Regions from separate parts of the Mus musculus genome. Here region 2 is linked to region 1. Evidence: chromatin contacts called from public HiChIP or PLAC-seq data. All regions are on one chromosome and are shown on one strand. Each heading gives the region's core, a stretch centred on a gene start, on an enhancer-like site or on the middle of the called end of the contact. The rest is flanking DNA. Distances are from core to core; before and after follow the strand shown. Region 1 overlaps App (amyloid beta (A4) precursor protein). Region 2 overlaps App (amyloid beta (A4) precursor protein).

What was found. HiChIP or PLAC-seq counts read pairs in DNA pulled down with a chosen protein or histone mark.
Region 2: a contact with region 1 is called in an H3K27ac HiChIP or PLAC-seq map of microglia, with 4 times the contacts expected there. The contact joins two enhancer-like sites. A contact is called at or near these places in 1 of 39 promoter capture datasets (the SN4741 cell line), 4 of 484 Hi-C or Micro-C datasets (bone marrow-derived macrophages, embryonic fibroblasts, epidermal suprabasal cells and 1 more) and 4 of 115 datasets of contacts at active chromatin or transcription factors (cardiomyocytes, embryonic basal ganglia, embryonic hindbrain and 1 more).

What each region holds. Positions count from the first base shown.
Region 1 is chr16:84,999,066-85,001,907 of GRCm38.p6, reverse strand. The region is part of intron 13 of App (amyloid beta (A4) precursor protein); the gene reads left to right. Among named protein-coding and RNA genes, the nearest start is that of Gm10791, 28 kb to the right of the region's middle. Within about 2 kb of position 1,362, at least 29 of the 459 cell types and tissues checked have an H3K27ac peak or open chromatin away from gene starts, as enhancers often do. A contact at or near this core is called in liver and microglia, where this site is marked.
Region 2 is chr16:85,147,551-85,150,392 of GRCm38.p6, reverse strand. The region is part of intron 1 of App (amyloid beta (A4) precursor protein); the gene reads left to right. Among named protein-coding and RNA genes, the nearest start is that of App, 25 kb to the left of the region's middle. Within about 2 kb of position 1,497, at least 156 of the 459 cell types and tissues checked have an H3K27ac peak or open chromatin away from gene starts, as enhancers often do. A contact at or near this core is called in liver and microglia, where this site is marked.

The sequences.
Region 1 (2,842 bases), core at 113-2,612:
ATGTTGGACTGCTTACAGCTTCTGTAACACCAGCTCCAGGCGATCTAATGCCCTCTTCTGGCCATCACAGCCATGCACACACAAGAACACACGTGAGTGCACTCACACACACACACACACACACACACACACACACATACACACACACAAGACTTAATATTCTTAATTCATGGGTCAACCTGTTGTGTTTTATGAGAGAGAGAGAAAGAGAGAGAGAGAGAGAGAGAGAGAGAGAGAGAGAGAGAAAGAGAGAGAGAGAGAGAGTTTGGTGGAGGCACAGTATGGTGTCTGTGGAAGGGGGTGGCTCTGTGGGCCCATGCTGAGGCATCCCTTCCCCCTGAGGTACCAGCCACAGAAAGGTATAGTATAGAATAACTTTATGTGCCTCAGTACAGGGGAACGCCAGGGCCAAGAAATGGGAGGGGGGAGGGTATGGGGGACTTTTGGGATAGCATTGGAAATGTAAATGAAGAAAATACCTAATTAAAAAAAAAGAATAGAGTTTATTTAGGGCATGGGGAGGGGAGTTGAGACAGAGAAAGGCAGAGAAATGGGGGAGGGAGGAGAGGGGAGGGGAGGGGAGCGGAGGGGAGGGGAGTGGAGGGAAGGCAGGCCATGAGCACATGGAGAGGTGGGGGGAGAGGGGCAAGAGGAATGGGGAGAGAGGGGTAAGAGGGTAAGGGAACAAGAGCAAGAGGAGAAGAGAAGAAAGTGAGGAGGGGACAAGCAGTCCCTTTCATAGTGAATCAGGCACACATGGCCATTACCAGGGAACTGTGGGGTGGGGCCTAGACGAAATGCCAACACAACCAATTAACCTATTCTATTATGAGCGCTGTCCAGAGAAACAGTATTTTGATATGTGTCAAGACACTATTCATTCAGGGTATGTTAGTATACACCAAAAACCTTATCACTTGGGAGACTGAAAGAGGAGCAACTTGAGTTCATGGCTGGCCTTGACTCTACCAGGAAATCCTATCTCCAAAAGACAAGGGATTAAAAACAAGCAAACAAATAAACAAGTAGTATTTGCAATGCCTTTGTTAGTGGGTAGAGTCCAGTTCATTTCAGCCACTGCTGATAGATGATGTATTAGCAAAGACAAAGAATTTACTAGCCATTTGGTGCACTGAACTCGTTGTTGCTGACTGGCATTTGTTCATAAAGGTGTTAGCTACATCTTTTGCTTGAAAAAAAGCACCTGGCCTCTATGAAATTACCCTATCTCTGCCTTTGCTTTTGGTCTGTGTAGCATTTAGATGTGTCTTCCCGTCCTGAGACAAGGCTGTGTCCCTAAGTCTGCAATGTCCCCTATTACACTGAACTCTGTACGGCTGCGTAAGTAGGCCAGTTGTGAAACCAGACACATCTTTGGCCTAAACAAGGGAAGCAAGCTGGGTAGAATTTCATTCTGGTACAAACACTAGCCTGAGCCCTTCTAGCCCTGGCACACCAGCTGTGTCTCCTCTTTCCGAGGTTGTAACCATAAGCGGAAGTTTTGCAGGTGCCTGGGTTCCTCTTGCAGCCTTGCCTCATTAAGAAGGAGCTTCCAAGTACAGTAGTGCAAAGTTAAGAGTGTAAACGAGAGTGTAGCACGTTGATAGGATCATGCTTACTTGCATTCTATAATGTTTTTATTTAGGAAACAGTGAAAGCAAACCAAGTTTCACATTCTGAAATAGTGGGTGTGGAGGCCTCTTTGTTTGGTTTGTTTTTTTAATGTGTGTGACTGTTTGCCTATGTGTGTGTGTGTGTGTGTGTCTATCACATGTATGCCTGATGCCTGAGGAGGCCAGAAGAGTGCCGAATCCTTTGGAACTGAGGTGATGGAGGGTTGTGAACTGCCAAATGTATGTTGAGAACTGAGCTCTGGTCCTCTTCAAGATCACTGAGTACTCAGGACCACCGAAGCTTCTCTCGGGCCCCATACATGTTTCCTAATGAAAGTCTGTGATTTAAAATTCAAAGTTAATTGTTAGCTTTAAATATAGCAACCTTCATTTCATAATTACTGAGTCTTAGGAAGCAACTGAGAGTTCTCAGATGATAGCCAATATCTTCTCTATAAAGGAAGGTTGCTACACATACTTGTCCTGTGATATAGGCATCCTGTGGCATGAAAATGAATCATTGTGTCATCTTTCTTTGTTACAATAAAACTTCCCTAGGAACTCTAGCCAAATGAAGTGCTTATTGCTAGAAGTTGTCAAAGATACCAATAAACAGTTCTCCAGAGTTTCTATTTGTGAAATGTAGTAGTTGCTAGTATAGTTTTAAGTGTAGTTTTCTAATAGTAAATATCTGTTGCCTAATACAAAGAAAGTTTAGTGTTGCCACTGAGGTAGATGAGTGACAGTTTTCAGACATTATTATTATCTGAAAATAATCTTTGATGATTTAGGTATATACATTTTACATTATATATATGCATATATATATACACACATGTATATAATGCATATGTATATATACATATATATGCACATATATACACATTATTATACTTTTATATGACTTTCAAAAAATAAGATGTAGGAAGGCTGGGTGTGACTTACTTACTTACATAGGAGAGTGCTTCATAGCCTGTATGAAGCCTAGGTTTCCTCCTCCCACATTGCACAAAACGTGGTATGATGGTGTAATACCTGCAATCTCAGCACACAGGTGATGAAGACAGACAAATCTAAGACCTTGGCTACTTAGTACAGCTAGGCATGAAACACTGTCTTTAAAAAAAATGTCTATCCATGTACATACACCGCTATCATTTGCCACTGTGAGTAACAAGAAGATCCAAGAACTAAGCAAGGATATTCAGCATCAGTGAATTGTTTGTTAA
Region 2 (2,842 bases), core at 248-2,747, 150 kb before region 1:
TCAGTGAGACTATATCATTTACCCACCCTTGTAGTAAATAATAAGGTAGAGGTGCGAGTCTAAGCTGTTACCTAAAGGAAGTGAAATGACCCAGAGAGATGAGCATCCCATGACCTCCCAAATGGAATCGAAGCAGTTGAACTTGCAAGAGTAGACACTAGATGCCAGTGGATGGGGTAAATGGGAGATGTTGTTCAAAGGGTAGGAATTCGCAGTTAGACATGGGTACATCATAGAGAGCTGGAGTATAGATATTGTCACTGTAGTTAATAATAAGTGTTATATTCTTGAAATAGGTTTTAAGTGTTCACACACATATAGAACAGTATGTGTGGTGATAGGTAACTTCATTAGTTAATTGTTATTTAATTACTTAAAATTATATATATGTGTATATATATATGTATGTATATATATGTGTGTGTATATATATATATATATATATATATATATATATATATATATATCAAAACATTATCTCGTGCATGTTGGATAAGATAACTTTTATTTGCTACTTCTTTTTCACAAACCCACCTTGCACTTCATTTGTAAAGAGAAGTGAAGTCCCTAACCTGGAGGGTTACAGTAAGAATATCGTGTAGGCTTCAGTAAGCATTTGTCATTACTGATGCTGCTGTAAGCCAGTGCTCATGACTGGCTCCTCTCCCCTTCCTCTGCCAGATGTTCTCAGTGGCTCTCTGTTGATGCATGCAGCTGTGTTTCTGAGGGACACCATGGAATGTCCTTAACCCTCTGTCTTCAGGATCAGTGTTTATCCCACAGTAAAAGAAACAAATCACCATCAAGGTTGCTTTGTAGCAACATACAAACCCCCAAAGCTCACATAATGACTATGTGACACCATATGAATGGACACCATAGCCACCATGTAACGGCTGATGACAGATACTTTCTCCCCGTTTTAGTAACACTCTGCTGCTTTTCTGTCCCATCAGAGTTCCATGTCTTTGTATTATGTGTTTATTAGATCCTAGGCATGATGTATGCAGTACTGGTTGCCATCAAAATAGATTGTAGAGTTTAATGGGAAGTCTAGGAGTTGACATCCGTACCCTACATAAAACCAACCAACCAACCTTTTAACCTTGCTGATTAGCTATCATTGAGTAATAGATTTCCCACCTGGACCACCACTTATACTCTACTAATTCTAATCCAGATTCTGTAGCTCTGTTGTCTGTCTAAATCTGAATTCTTTTCTCTTGACTCCATCTGTTTTGTCAGAGCCTAGTGTAGAAGCGGTGGACTTTGAGCCTTACATGGACCCAGGCCAACAGTTCTTCTCCCCACATCCGGAGACCAGGCTTTGCCTTTTACAAGAAGGAAACTGCCTCTCTGTTCCCAAGACAAAGCTCCCTCGACTATAGTTGCTGCATGTTTGGCTCAGAGGTTTGCACAGTCTATGTGTATAGGCAGGCCATGGCCTTGCTGGGCCTGCTGGAAGATGGCTAGCTCTCGCTGGCTAATAGTTGACTCACTCACCGTGGGATGGAAGCTCTGGCCTGGACCAGACTCTGGTCAGTGTCTGTTGATCTCAGGGAACATTCCACAGCTGCTGATGTAACTCAAATGACTGGAGCCAACTCTTCTGGACCGGTTAGAGGGCTTGCCTGGACCAGTTAGATGACTGGCTGTCACTCAGTTTATCTGGGGGAATTCTGTGAAGTGAGTGTTACTTTCAGTTCCTCCATGGTAAGGGGAACTTCTCTCCTCTTATCTTCTTTTTGCAAAGTGTGTTTTTTATAAAACCAAAGTAGCATCTTTGGGACTGTGGTGGTGCCCCGATTCCCGATTGGGAAGCCTTGGGAAGAGGCTGCAGAAGGATCCAGAGTTCAAAACAGACTCAGCTACAGATGTTCCAGGCCAGGCCAGGTGACATGAAACGGTGTCTCAAGAACCCTCAAAATAAAATCATCAAAAATAGAGATGGAGTTTATAAACGATGTGGCTACTATTTCATTTGGTACCCTATTCAACATGATCCTCACAGTGCTTATAACTCCTTTTGCTTGAACTTTTTTTTTTTCTCCTGAGCTGGGGCTCAGACCAGAGCCTTGTGTACTAAGTAAAAAGTACTGTACCAGTGAGAGCTATCCCAAGACTGAAATATCTTTTTATTGAGAGATTCCTCATGAAATGCATACTGAGGCTTTTGTTTGTTTGCTTGTTTTTCTAAATGTGATTGCAGAACCAGATAATTTGTGAGACTGCCCATGGTATGAAAAGATTAGTTTTCCTAGTCTGGGTGTGGGCCAAGACCTATTGTTGTTTCTGATGCAAACCCAAGACCAAGGACTGCGGTTGCAAACTTACTTATATGACTGCCATGTTCCTAAAAAAGATTTTTAGAAACTTAAATTAAAAAAGCTTCAAGCAGCCCAGGCACAGTGGGCACACCTGTCACCCCAGTACCTGGAAAGTCAAAATCAGGAGTTCCAGGTCATCCTCTGCTAGGTACAAAATTCCAGAGAACCCTGGGCTAGCTACCTGAGACTGTTTTAAAACCTGCAACAAACAAACACAAACAAACAAACAAACAAAAAACTCTCACATAAAAATTAGACCAATAGAATTAGGAAAACAGGCCACTAGATACCAACATACATTTTGTTACTAATTTTAAAACTATCCCTTAGATGCACAGAAGTACTTATCAGATAACTGCAGCTTAGGGGTCGCCCGAGTTTACTAGGAAGCCATCTGTTTATGGGACAAACATGTATCTGCTGTCATCAGGAAGGTCACTGGGGTAGCTGTGACTCAGATCCACTAAGGGAAGGGACAGAAATAGGACTCCTATCTTTTGTATCTCTGGGATGGT